Regions from separate parts of the Sus scrofa genome. Here region 2 is linked to region 1. Evidence: chromatin contacts called from public Hi-C data. All regions are on one chromosome and are shown on one strand. Each heading gives the region's core, a stretch centred on a gene start, on an enhancer-like site or on the middle of the called end of the contact. The rest is flanking DNA. Distances are from core to core; before and after follow the strand shown. Region 1 holds the start of SLC25A15 (solute carrier family 25 member 15). Region 2 holds the start of CKAP2 (cytoskeleton-associated protein 2).

Region 1 (7,245 bases), core at 2,981-5,480:
AGGAAAGTAAGGGCATTCCACCGCTCCTCCGGCCCCAAAATCATCCAGGAATCTGGAGACCCAAGCTACCACCCAGGCGCTTCCAATTCCATCATCTGCCTCCGGCTGAGTCAAGAGCAGCCTTTCCAAAGGGCAGCCTGTGGTTGCAGGAGCTGCCCAGGAGAGCCTGCCTGTGCCAGGTGGGGCCAGAATCTGCCCCGGCTCGCCCGCCTACCACTCCCGAGCCAATCTTGGGTCCTCTCCTTTCCTTTCTTGGCGTTAAGACATAACCAAAGGTCAGTCTCACTTACCAAAGCCATGTCTGAGGCTTTCTTTTCTCTCGCCAGCAGCAGTGAGGACAGTAACTGGGATTTCCCTGGACAGATGGCACAGTGTTATTTTCTCACTACAAGGACCCTGTAGACTGCCAGGCTTGGAGTGGAATTCTCCATCTCCCAGCCACATGGCAACAGACAAGTGACTTCGGCTCTGAACTGTGATGTTTTCCAGCTGTAAACTGGGGACATTCCACCCCATACCTGACTCAGTTTTCATGCAATAGGAACTACTCCACCTCCTGCTGTGCCTGGACCACAGTATTACACTATTAAGGGAATTCATTCTGCGGTAATGAAGTGACAAAGATAATGTTTTCACCAGACTCACAGACACAGAGAGCAGACTTGTGGTTGCCGAGGGGGAGGGAGTGGGGTGGACTGGGAGTTTGGGGTTAATAGAAGCAAACTATTCCATTTAGAATGGATAAGCCATGAGGTCCTGCTGTAGAGCACAGGGAACTACATCCAATCACTTGAGACAGAACATGACAGAATATGAGAAAAAGAATGTGTGTATATACATATATATGTATAACTGGGTCACTTTCTGTACAGCAGAAATTGACAGAACATGGTAAATCAACTATAATAAAATAATAAAAAAGAATGGGTGTTTTCATCACGCTTTCACATGATCTCACTTACAAAAGGTACTTGAACAAAGGACGGGGTTTTCTCTGGCATTACCTGCAGCCCCCGCCGTGAGGTCAATGGCAGCTTGGATGGCAGGATTGGACTTCATGTTCGCCCGCTCCTCTCCTAGGCTCCGTGGAGGGCAGCTCTCTGGAGCTCAGGACGGGCACCTCATATCCCTGGAGGGGGCAAGAGTTCACCATCAGTCAGGCCACTGCAGGCTAGCTGCATAGCTACTGGACTTGAACTTCTAGGAGCCAGGAAACTGGCTCTACATTGCTTCAAAAGAGGGGGCTTCAGATATCAGAGCAGCTTAGTGATCTGTGTTGCCTTCCCCACCCACCACCACCTCCCCATGAAAAGCACGCAGATCCAAACCCTTGCCTGAGCAGAGCAGCTATGGCAACAGGTGGGAGCACTTCAACCAACCTTTCTGAAACCTCAATTGAATGCCCAATAAGAAGCCAACAAGACATCCCAAGCCCCCAGTTAGTTTTTCAAAGGCCTAAATTCAACTATCTTTCCACCAGACTCTTCCAAATTCGGACAGCAGCTTGTGAGAAGCCCCTAAGGGAAGGTCACAAAACAGCAGGTCTGGAAAAGAAGGGGTTAAGAGTTCTGCCAAGTGACATTCACCTGGGTCTGAATGCCTGCCCTACCACCAGTAGCGTGGCCCTTTGGGTCCCTAAAGCTGGAGGTCCCTGTTTGTACAAGTGAATAATAAAAGTACTATCATTACAATACAAGGGCAATGACAAATAGCCGCACCAGACAAACACAATGATGAACTGAGAGCCACACACCACGAGATCTTAGAACAACTACAGCACAGCACCAAACTCTGCCGTCAGAGTCCCCTCCAGAGCTTCTCAATCCTAAGGGGCACACAAATCACCTGGGGACCTTGTTAAGTTACCAATTCTGATGCTACTGGCCTGGTATGCTCCCAGGTGAGGCTGATAATGCCAGCTACCAAGCACAATTTGAGAAGCAACACCCGGCCACTGTGCCCCAAAAGGCTAGCTAAGAATCACCTGGGACACTGGTTAAGTAGTCAAATAACCAGGCCTCTCTCCCAGAGATCTTGATTTAATAGGTTTGAGCTGGAGCCTAACAGTTTGGGAAACCCAGAGTCTTCTCCTCCACCTTTAGACAGACGTCAACCACTGCTGAGGCATGGACTTAATAAACAGTGTCTAGGAAAGGAGAGGCTCATTAACAGAATATTTCAATAAGCAATGCTGTACGGTTTTCAAACTACGTCATTGACTCCTGGGTGAATAACATGGAACACTTTTTACTCTTCACACTGAAGACCTATGTGTCCCCCATCAGGACACCTCTTAGAGGAGGGGGTGAGCGGGGCAGAGGACCCGATCAATGAACACACCGACATCATCCTGATCATCAGCAGAAAATCATTTTAGCCACCAAGAAGTTTTTGAACCACTTCAAGCATGTTGCCAATGACCAGACACCAAAAATCTTCCTTTCTTTACCAAAAAAGTAAAAAAAAAAAAAAAACAAAAAAAAAACTTTAAAACCAGCAACAACAAAAAGCATAGATAGCACTTAATAAAGCAACTAAGCCACACGAACCCAACTTCACGTTACTGAAGGCCTGGAGAGGCAGCACCAGTTACTGATAAGGGGGTGGCCCCTGGAAATCTAGAGAAGGATATCAGTGTCCCGACCCAACATCCTCGTTTTCCAGACGGAAAGCTGAGGCCAGCGAAGGCAAAGGCTTGTCAAAGGTCACACACGGAATCAGTGGCAGAGAGGGTGCAATGCACGTCTTGCCTTTTGGGCCTGTGCCTACCAACCAATACTTCACTCCAGAGTATCCCAACCTGGTCACACAGAAAAAACCCAACCCTGCCTTTTAGAGGAAAATGGAGGCAGTGAGGAGAGGAGCCACACAGGCAGGGTATGTCCAGCAGAGCCTCTCAGAAAATTCTCTAGGGTTCATTCCCTTGGGGGGTGGACATCTCTTTCTTAATTTAGCAGGAAAGAGGCACAGCAGATGGTACTATCTCATCAATGCGAAGTCAACCCCTTTAGGTAAAAGTCAGAAACGCATCAACTGCTACAAATAACCGCTTGTAGAATTTTTAGGACAGTAAACAGAACACAGAGTAACTCAGAAGGTGTGGGCAACTGTTTCAAATTAAGCGTAGGTTTGGCTTGAAGATAACAGGTCTTGCAGAGGCAAGACTGATTAGCATGACTTAATTACATTGATTCGTGAGCCTTTGGTACCCGTGGAACAGAAAAACTAAGTCCTTACAGCGTCCCTTTTACCCCTCTTTCAAACTACACCAAAGTCCGACTCCAGAAGAAACAGCGCCAAATATCTTCCCGTTCCTTGGGGAAATTCTCTTTTCTTGGGGGAAAATCCGAGGAGGCCTCATTCCCCACTAATTAACACGAATTGCTCCGGGAAGATTCCAGCTTCAGGCCGAAGCTGGCGCGGTGGGAGGCCGCCCTCCATCCAGACCGCCCAGAGCTGAAGCCCAAGGGCGTTGGGATGCAAACCGGCCTCGCTGCTCAGCAGCCGGGAAGGGGCTCCAGCTCCGGGGGCTCGGGATCCCAGTCCGCACGAGGGGCGGCTTAGGGAAACGACTTCTAACTTGGTCTTCCCGGTTCGCTGACTCTGCCCAGCAATCTGCGAGTCTCCCATTCATAAGCGCCTCCGCCCCGTCCGGCGCGAGACTCAGATGGCGCGGAGCCCGGAGGCTCGGTGACACGACGAGGGGGCAAAGGAGGACAACCTTTCCCAGGAGTTGACCACTGCGGGCAGGAGGCCGCAGAGCCCCGCAGTCTCCGCCGAGCCCGGGGCAGCGCCCGGGAGTGGGGCGCCCGCGGGTCCCCGGGCACGTGTGCGGCGGGTCCGAGACCCCGGATCCCAGCTGCCCGGAAAGGTCACGCCGCTCAGGCGCGGAGGCCCGCCCGCTCCCCACTCCCTCCTCCCGGCCAGTTCCCTGCAGCCCGCGAGCGCCCGGCGGGGCTGCGCTCACCGCCGAGCCGACCGGCTGCGTCCTGCTCGCGCTCCGCCGCCTGCTCTCGACTCTCCCTGGGCTGCGGGGGCGGCCGCTTCACACACACGTCGGCGCCAGGCCTGCCCTCCGCCCCGCCTCCCGCGCCGGACTGCTCCCTGCAGGCGGCCCCGCGGGCTCAGGAGCGCCCCTGCAGCCGGGGCGGGCTGCGCGGGGCCGGCCTGGGCCGGTGAGCCTCCTGCCCGCCAGCCCCCAGCCGCGCGCCGGGGAAGCGGAAATCGGCGCGGTGCGGCGACGCGCTCAGGCCAAAAGGCCGCCCCTCGCCGGGAGCAGGCGGGGCTGGCGGGGCTGGCGGGGCTGGCGGGGCTGGCGGGGCTGGCGGGGCTGGCGGGAGGGCTGGGAGCCCAGGCCTCCACGTTGCTTTCGTGCCTCGCGGTTCCCGGAAGCGCTCGGTGAGCTCGATTCTAGTGAGATCTCAGGGAGGGGGCTGAGGGTGCCCGGAGTTTGGACGAGTGACTGATGCCTTTACGCTGGTTAACCTTGCTCGGACTCGAAACTCAAGGCTCTCATTTTATAATTGAGTACGAAAGTACTGGAAAGGTAGTGATGGAAAATAAATTCACTTATTGCTGGTGAAAACCAAACCCAAAACATTTCCCACTAATTCTTCTTCGAGGAGCTCCGGCTCCACTGATGACATTTGGAAAAGCACACCCACCGATGAAAACTATAGCCCTAAATGTCTTCTCAATTCCTAATGAATTATAGTTGGTTCTATGGCTCTCCGGCATTTTATTAAAAAGCTCAATTCAGGGAGTCTGTTGGGAATTCCTGTTGTGGCTTAGCAGTAACCAAGCAGACTAGTGTCCATGACACAGGCTGGATCCCTGGTCTCCTTTAGTGGGTTAAGGATCCAGCGTTATCGTGAGCTGTGGTGGAGGAAGCAGATCCACTAGAATCCCTGGTGGCTGTGGCTTTGGGTAGGCTGGCAGCTGCAGATCTGATTCGACCCCCAGCCTGGGAATTTCCATATGCCACCGGTGCGGCCCTTTTTAAAAAAGAAGTCTTGTGTACCAGGAGTAAAGGAATTTTCTCTAGTGCACTAGACACAGATCCACTCAGTTGGAAAGGTCTTGGTCTATTACTGACAGGTGCTCAGTGTCACAGCCATGGCCTTCAGAGGGCCTTGGTTCAAACTTCATGGATTTATTTGACTTTTCTACACAGTTTTCTTCCTTAAAACGTGCCGTCATTTTCTTTTACAACTTTCTGCCCTGTTTGGATGTGATGTTTGACTACTGCCAATGTATATTTAAGTGATTTTATGTGAGGGCCAGTGACAAATATTTGAGGTAACTTGTGTGAGTCTTTAAACATGGATGCACAGCTGACTAGACCTTCTGGAGGAAGGAGGTGCTATGAAGGCGTCCGAGCTCCTGGTGAATGAGGGGCTCCTCAACACAGCACAAGACTGTCTTCTCCCAAAATCAGCACTTTAGAACTCAAGCTTCCAGAACATAACTTCATTATAGAAACAAGCCAGGGGCTTTGAGTGACTTGCCCAAAGTGACATGTAACATAACCAGTGGGCAGCAGATGAGGAGCAGAACCTACAGTACAACATCCTAGAGGACTGGGCCTTTCCGCAGCGCCTGGCCCAGAGGCTCTTGCAAACCTGAAAGATGAAGCCCAAGGGAACGAGATAGGGATAGGGCTATATCTCCTGTTACAGATGAGAAAGAGCACTGGGCTTGGAGACAGGCCACTTGCGTAAAAATCTCAGTGACCTTCAATGAGTCATTTAACCTTTTGAAACTCCAACCATCACATGACAGCATCGAGGCTTCCTTTGAACCTCCCTGCTCAAGGAGCCTGCTGCAGCAATCCAGCACGGAGGAGAGGGGTGCCCCTCCAGATCAGGGTCTGCACCCTCACCAAGCCATCAGCTCCCCCCTAATACTTTGTTCTTTCTTGCTTGAGCCCATTTTTTCCCTACCCTCAAAAGGGCTGTTCCAAACTCTCATCACTCTCCCCACGCCTTCTGCATTTCCCCTCTCCCTCACCTCTCCTTCACAACCCTCAGCCTCAACTCTATAAACTAAAAAGCAACCAGGAAACTTTCATGCAAGTTTTTAACCCCTAATCTACAAAGTTGCCTTTTTGCACAAACCCTCATGTTTTTTTTTCTCTACTTGCTGTCTTGCTTGCTGTACCACCATGGTGGACAACGATGCTGGTAAAGAAACTGAGGCTTAGAGAGGTCAAGTGAACTTGCCCAGTGAGGTGCAGATATGAAGGGAAGAGCTGGGACTCAACAAAGCTCATGCACTTAACTGCTATGCTACACAGCAATACCTCCCAGAAGGCTTCCTCTTAAAAGCAAGAGGGTTGCAGGAACCAGAATTTATTTCTCCTGGAATAAATCTCCCTCCATAATGTTTTATAAAACGACTTCAGCAGCTTAAAATCACTCACAGCAATGGCCCTGCTATCTCTGATTTAATAATAGAGAAATAGGAGTTCCCACTGTGGCTCAGTGGGCTAAGAACCCAACATGGTCTCATTGAGGATGCAGGTTCGATCCCTAGCCTCCCTCAGTGGATTAAGAATTCAGAGTTGCCACAGCATAGGTCACAGATGCAGCTCAGATCTGGTGTTGCTGTGACTGTGGCATAGGCCAACAACTGTAACTCAGATTTGACCATATGCCACAGATGTGGCCATAAAAAGAAAAAAAAAAAAAGGAAATACATAGATGTGTAAAAGCTTAACATCTCACAGGAGCTCAGGGAATTGATTGGAAAACCACCTGGCTGGCATTAGATCGTGGACGTCTCTGTGCCAGCTTTGTCCTAAGGGTAATTTCCCAGGGACCTAATGGTCTCTTGAGAACAGAATTTTAGCAACATACACCACGGCTCTGCATAAGTAAGTCAACCCAATGGTATTTCAGACCCAGGTTCAAAACAGCAAATAATTCAATGCCCTGACCTCTTTGCTCAGACAGCTGTTTGCTGCAGTTGGAATTGCACAATCCAGGGGTGTCAGTGCAGCTAGCTCTGTGACTTGAGGGCAGGTATGACACAGGTCAGAGGTGAGGGGACAGAGTGGTTACGTGGATAAGGGAGCTTTTGCTGTTTCAACAGAATTTCACAATGTGCTAGTTAATGATATTAAAAGGAGAAATAATTTCACCACTTGAAGATTTTTGGCCCTGATACCATATGGGTGTGTTTTAACAAAGTGTTAATTGGAGTCACAAATAATTCAAAAACATAAATCATCTTGCTAAAAGGATA
Region 2 (7,245 bases), core at 1,517-4,016, 260 kb before region 1:
CTGAATCACCAACTCTTCTGTTTTTCCCTCCTACCCAGGGGTCCAATTATTTTAAGTCTCCCTTTTTTCTTCCTCACCCCGCCAGGGCTCAAAGCTGCAAATTTTAAACTTTTCTTCTGCATTTTTTAGTTTTACACTTCTCAGGGACTCCTCTTTGTCAGTGACAATAGAATTACCATCTACATACCAGTAGTTCCCAAGTCTCCATCTCTAGTGCCAATTCTACCCCTGAACTTCAAACACATGACTATTTGGCATCTCCACTGACAAGACTAATTGCTGCCTCAAACTTACACGATCAAAACAGAACTTGTGATTGCTCCACTCCTCCCTCATCTTCCCATCTCAGTATATGGTATCACTATCCACTCAGCTATTTCAAATCAAAAGTCTAAGATCATCATCTTTTTGTCTTAAACAAAAAAATTGTGGGATTTGTGAAAGATACGGTTTATTCTAAAGTTAAAGCAACTACTTACTGTAAAGGTAAAAAAATATTTTAAAATTTTTATTTGGGAACAATGCCAAACATATAAAGTTGCAAAATTATAAATAATTCAAAGAATATCCATATACTCATTGGCCAGATTTGCCTGCTGTTAACATTTAATCCCATATCATTTGTACTCTTTCTGAAGTGTTTATGTGTGGAGTACATGCACTTTTTTTCTTGAACTTTTCAAGATGAATTATATAGACAATGGCTCTTTTTAGGACAGTTTTCAAATTCATAAATTTACCACTTTAATCTACTGTTCATAGTTGAAAACTGACCTAATAATGTTCTTTAGAGCATTTCCCCTTCCACTATAAAGTATAGTATAAGGGTCAGGTCCTGAATTGAGTTGTTTTAACTCTTTAGCTGCCTTTAATCTGGAACATTCAGGATCATCTTAAACTCTGTTTTTTCTTTACACCCCATATCTAATCACCATGTCCTGCCAACTCTATCTCCTAAATATTAAGTGGAATCTGAGTACTTTCTACCCTGGTATGAAGCATTCATAAAGACAAAATATATCAATAAGTACCTAATGTAAAGAAATACAAATTAAAAACTAATGATGTTATTAAGATGATTCTTCATTATAAAAAAAAAAAAAAAAAAAAAAAAAAAAAAAAAAAAAAAAAAAATAAATAAATAAAAAAAAAAAAAACAATTAAAATGTGGCCACTAGAGAATTTTATTTTATAATTTTTTTTTAATTATTTATTATTATTATCTTTTTACTTTTTAAGGCCACACCTGCAGCATATGGAAGTTCCCCAGGCTAGGGATGGAATCTGAACTGCAGCTGCTGGCCTATGCCACAGCAACTCGGGATCCTTAACACACTGAGTGGGAACAGGGATTGAACCTGCATCCTCATGGATGCTAGTCGGGTTTGTTTCCCCTGAGCCACAACGGGAACTCTGAAAATTTTAAATTACACATGTGGCTCATATTAGCTTTTTACTAGACATCTCTGATATAATTTGCCAGATGTGAAATGAAAAAAAAAATGCGACCTCACCTGGATAATATCTGATTTTCCTGTTTGAGGGCAAAAGCAGTTTTTCTTTTCAACAGATATTCCTTGAGTTTTTCTCTTCTTTGCTCTAAATAACAAAAGAGCTACAAGTCAACATCAGTTACAATAGTAACATCAAATAAAATATTGACTAAATGAAGATTTACTTCAAAAGTCTACTTGAGATCATGTCTAGAATATAACAGAAAATTTCCCAATTCAGAACTGCCTTTGAAAAAAAAAAATCCCATTTTTAAATCATTACTGTAAAAGATCCCCATAACCACTCTGTATAAGAATCACATTTTCTACTGCCTGAAAGTAAAAAATCTGGAGAACATCATTTCCAACGGATAGTTACTAAAAGCCAAGCTTTAAGAAGCTAAATGGTAGAGATGAGACACTAAACTCCAAGTTCTAATTTAGCAGAATTGGGTCAGAATTGTTTTTTCATGCATAGGACAAAGAAATACCTATTATTTCTGAAGACTTGGCCAACCCTATAGTTCTATGAAGTCGAAGGCAACAGGAGTCAAATTTGAAGCATGAGAGGAGCCCGCCTCAACTTTTCTGAAATTAACTCCCAATGTCGGATGCGGGAGCATTCCGCGCAGGCGCAGTCGGGTCTCAGTGCGGACGCGGCACCGCCCCCGAGGGCCCAGGTCCTCAATTCGGGTTCCGGCCGAAGCCCCGCTCACTCCCCCACCCCGCTAAACGGATTCGCAGGTCCGTCTCCGCCGCCAGTGGGCCGCGGCCACAAGTGAAGAGTTCAACCCTCACACTTAACACCACGGAGCCTGCACAACTCCGATTGTCCCCTTCACAAACGTCAAGAATGCGGTCGCGAGAGGCCGAGCGCCCTGTTCAAGTTTTTCCCACCACTGGATGGGGCAGAAGCTGGTCTACGTACCCAGGCCCCGACCGCCGAGTCCGAGCCACACCCCCACACCGCGGCTGACCCCGGCCCATCCGGCAAACGATCCTTCCGCAGGCTCCGCAATTCTTGCCACCACGGCCCTCACCTCTGAACCCGGACTGGGCCCTCTGACTCGGGGGTAGCTGCAAGTCCTGGGGCACGGCTAGGGTGCTCATCGCAGCTCGGGACAAGGGAACGCGTCTCGGGAAAGACCGTGGCCGAGGTTCGCTCTCTCCAGCCGTGTCTCAGCACACTGCCGCTCAGCGCGCGGGGCCAGGCCTTAGTTGGCGCGGCTGCCGCCTCCGCCCATTGGTGCCCGGCGTGAATTGAATGGGCCAATGGGCGTAGAGGGGCGCGGCCTGAGCTGCTATTGCAGGGGCGGGGCTTGCGACTGACGGGTTCAGTTAGGACCGCTCTAGACCTAGGTTTTCAAACCTAAACGGGGCGCTTAATCTTGGACTTGGCAGCGTGGGAGGAGTCGGCCTGATAAATCTCTGCGCCAGAGCAGATAGGCGTCATTTTAGACGTGAAGCGCGTTGAGGAAGGCAGGCGAGAAAAGTGTTGTTGAGGAGGATTATAAGCACTGACTGCTGTACAGAGAGTGTGTGTATTTCCCTTCCACAAATGTTACTGCATTGCTGCATCACAGCTCTGAGGTGGAAAGTTATTTCGTTTCACAGATACTGGGACAGGCTAAGAGGTTATTTGCCGACGTTTGCACAGATTGCAAAGGGAAACTGAAATTATGGTCTACTTTCCTCTGTACTACACAATTATCAGATGAGAAAAAGAGGAGAGGAAGAGAAAGGAATAAAATGGGAATACACCTTCCTTTTATAATCCCCCCCGTGAAAATAAAATAGCGTTTGTTGTAGACATTGTGTATGTTTGTGCGTTTAAGTGTGTGGCCATAATCTTTCAGTCCTTATCTAAGAATATTACCATCGTAAAACCCTAGCAAACACCCAGTGGATAAGATGAAATGAAATAATTCCGAGCTAGAGGGTCTGTGGGTGGCTGGAGGCGGGAGACATAGGGAGAGTTCTGGGCTGCGCCTTCCTGGTTTTAAACACAGGGATTGTACCATTTCTCTGCCTTGCTTGATCTCTGAGGCTAGGTTTGGCTGAACACTTTCAGCCAGGTTTTAAATGTGGAGTTGGAGAGGAGAAGATGCAATTTCTGTCTCCCCTGGCCAAGGGTGAGGGCTTCCACAGCTAGTTCTCAACTGTGGTCCCCCGCCCCGCACCTTTTTCCTTCAGGCGTCTTACCGTATCATCTTGCTAATGAGGAGGTTAATTTGGGACATTCTGTAGTTTTTCCCTTGATGAAATGTCCCATTTTTAGTGTAACTTTGCCTACAGTTAAGGCTAATTCTGGGAGAACCAGAAGCCAAATAGCATACATTACCATCCCTAGGACATCACTGCTGTTAGATACGACTCTTAATATTGTTAATTATTTGCTAGTTTCATCAGATAGGTTGGGTAACCAGGATTCCCATTAAGAACAGTTTAACAATATAGAACAGTTAGAAGTGACTCAAGGAGTTCCCTTGTGGCTCAGCAGGTTAAGGATCCGGCATTGTCACTGGGGCTCTATGGGTGGGACGCTTGTTCAATTCCTAGCCTAGGAACTTCTGTGTGTGGGGGCGAGGTGGGGGCGGGGTGGGGGGAAGTGACTCAAGAAACTTCAGACCATAGTGGAAAGCAGCATAATCTCTTTTCTATCAAAGGAAACCTTGGTTACTCTATTTTGCTTGGGTTTCAGCTGAACTGCCCTCCTGTGACCCCCTCCTCTTTACCTCTTCTCCCAGCAACAGTTTGTTTCAATTAGCCAACCGGGAAGAATGTGTGCCCTGACCTGACCAATGGGAAGGGGGCAGGAACATCACCTGCGTTAGGGATAAAAAAGGAGGGTCTTTTCTTCTTGCACGAGATTTGAGTACCCTTTTTGAGTACCCGCGCCCTTCTGCAAAAGAGCCTTGTCGAGATCTCCCTGTGTTCATGTGTCTCATTTTCCAACACTGATGATCTGAGCCATTCTCCAACAGCATTATGCTGAGAAGTCAGCCAAAAAATGGTCACACACGTGATATGAGTCCCTTTACACGAAGTATCCAAAATAGATGAAGCCATAGAGACATAACACAGTTTGGTGGCTGCCAGGGGCTGGGGTTACGGGGAAATGGGGAGACCACTTAACAGGTAGGGGGCTTTACTCTGGAGTGATGGACATGTTTTGGAACTAGGTAGCGGTGGTGATTGTACAACCTTATGAGTATATTAATGCCACCTAACTCTTCATTTAGAATGGTTAATTTTATGTTATGTGAATAAAAGAAAGCAACTGAAAGGAAATCATGAAAATCTCAATAGGCTGAGATGGTGATGCCTTCCAACACAGTGATTCTTCCCTAACCTCCAGAATGATGCATTCCAAGAATGGTATCTTTTTATTTAATTTATTTATTTATTTATTTTGCCTTTTTTTTAGGGCCACTCCTGCAGCATATGGAGGTTCCCAGGCTAGGGGTCAATTGGAGCTGTAGCCCCTGGCCTACGTCACAGTCACAGCAACGCTAGATGCGAGCCACGTCTGCGACCTACACCACAGCTCATGGCAACGCTAGATCCTTAAGCCACTGAGCGAGTCCAGGGATCGAACCTGAAACCTCATGGTTCCTAGTCGGATTCGTTAACCACTAAGCCATGACAGGAGTTCCCAAGAATGGTTCTTTTAAAAGACACTTTAAATATCATCCCACAATTGTTGGAGAGAAGGCAGATCATTTTCTAAAAGTTTCAAAAGGAAGAATTCTTGGAGTTCCCATCATGGCTCAGTGGTAACAGACCTGACTAGGATCCATGAGGACGAGTGTTCGATCCCTGGCCTTGCTCAATGGGTTAAGGATCTGGCATTGCCTTAAACTGTGGTATAGGCTGCAGACGCAGCCTGGATATGGTGTGGCTGTGGCTGTGGTGAAGGCGAATAGCTGTCGCTCCAACTTGACCCCTAGCCTGGGAACTTCATATACCTCGGATGTGGCCTTAAAAAGGCAAAAAAAAAAAAAAAAAAAAAAAAGGAGAAAATTTCTTTCCAGAATAGGTCTTTGCCAACACAACACAGCAGACCTAGAAACTACAGCCACCTGGGGTACCAACTATCAGCTTTAGTGGTTCTTCCTGGGTCACGTGAAACAGGGAACGTGCCTGTGAGAGCCTGGAGTGGATCATCCAAGGAGTAGAAGGAAGACAAGGACAGGTTGAGGACACAAGTCCAGGGAGGAGGGAGCCTTAAGCAAAAGGGGATGGTCTAGAGTTGACCCTGCACAGGTTTAGTGGGTTTGGGTCTGAAAGGAACTGTTGTGTTCAGAAGCTGGGAGCTTCTGGCAAAACATTCTGTGGAAAAGTGCAAAATACTGTTGAGAGGAAATAAACTCTAAGTAATTGGAGAGATATAATATGCTTATGGATCAGAAGACCCCGTATTGTAAGATTAAGACGTCCATTCTTCCAAGTTCATTCTCTATTCATTCTCATCCCAATCAAAAGCCTACAAGGCTTTTTTTTTTTTTTTTTTTTGCTTTTTCGGGCCAAACCTGTGGCATATAAAAGCCCCCAGGTTAGGGGTCAAATTGGAGTTGCAGCGGCTGGGCTATGCCACAGCCACAGCAACTCAGGATCCAAGCTATGTCTTCGACTTACACTCCAGCTCAAGGGACCACCAGATCCTTAACCCACTGATTGAGGCTAGGGAATGAACCTGCATCCTCATGCATACTAGTTGGGTTCATTATTCCTGAGCCACAACAGGAACTCTCTGGTAGTTTTATTGTACATAAATTACACTTAAATAAAATAACCCAAAGAGAGAAGGGAAGGAGGGAGGGAGGAAGGAAGGAAATTGTGCTCAACTTTGCTTTGGACAGGATTCTCTATGTGTCAAGTATTCACTTATTACTAAGATTAAAAAAAAATTCAGCATAGATATTGAATTGTGTCAAATGTCTTTTACTCTTTGTGGGGGGGGGCACACCCACGGCATATTGAAGTTGAATATGGTCGAATCGGAGATGCAGCTGCCAGGCTACACCACAGCCACAGCAATGTGGAATCTGAGCTGCATCTGGGAGCTACACCACAGCTCACGACAACATGGGATCCTTAACCCACTGGGTGAGGCCAGAGATTGAACCCGAGTCCTCATGGATGCTAGTCAGGTTCGTTAACTGCTGAGCCTTGACGGGAACTCCCTCTTTTACGTTTTTGGATGATCATTTAATTTTCTTTTGTGTTCTCTTCATTGGTTAAATTTTGATAATTAAGATTTCCTGATATTGAATTGTATTTGCATCCCTTGAATAAATCACACTTGGATTATGCTATACCATTCTTTTAATATCCTGTTTATTTTTGCTAATATTTTCTATAAGCTTTTGCATTCACATTCTTTTTTCCTTTTAGGGCTGCGCTTGTGTCATTTGGTAGTTCCCAACCTGGTGTCGAATCCAAGCTGTAGCTGCTGGCCTACGCCACAGCCATAGCAATGTGTGATCCAAGCCACATCTGTGACCTACACCACAGCTCATGGCAACTCCAGATGCTTAACCCACTGAGCAAGGCCAGAGATTGAACCCACATCCTCATGAATACTAGTTGGGTTCTTTACCACTGAGCCACAATGGGAACTCCCTGCATTCAAATTAATGTGACCCTTTTCTGAATACTCAGAGTGTTTTGTTGAGTTTTGGAATTACTGTTTTTTCTGGCTTCGTAAAAGGAATTTGGAAACCTTCCTTTTTTTTTTTTTTTTTTTTTT

The links. A called contact is a pair of places that touch in the nucleus more often than the background predicts.
Region 2: a contact with region 1 is called in a Hi-C map of skeletal muscle, with 3 times the contacts expected there. The contact joins the promoter of CKAP2 here to the promoter of SLC25A15 in region 1. A contact is called at or near these places in 1 of 5 promoter capture datasets (liver), 2 of 47 Hi-C or Micro-C datasets (omental adipose tissue and skeletal muscle) and 1 of 2 datasets of contacts at active chromatin or transcription factors (alveolar macrophages).

What each region holds. Positions count from the first base shown.
Region 1 is chr11:15,491,161-15,498,405 of Sscrofa11.1, reverse strand. It overlaps SLC25A15 (solute carrier family 25 member 15), which reads right to left and starts at 4,230. Exons shown (of 7, transcript NM_001243910.1): 1 at 3,968-4,230; 2 at 1,005-1,129. The coding sequence starts at 1,059. LOC106505276 reads left to right here and starts at 3,668. Exons shown (of 3, transcript XM_021065390.1): 1 at 3,668-3,690; 2 at 3,761-4,398. The coding sequence starts at 3,668.
Region 2 is chr11:15,747,238-15,754,482 of Sscrofa11.1, reverse strand. CKAP2 (cytoskeleton-associated protein 2) reads right to left here and starts at 2,766. Exons shown (of 9, transcript XM_003130956.6): 1 at 2,534-2,766; 2 at 1,515-1,599. The coding sequence starts at 2,603. It overlaps LOC110255751 (a long non-coding RNA gene), which reads left to right. Exons shown (of 3, transcript XR_002336535.1): 3 at 1,972-2,525.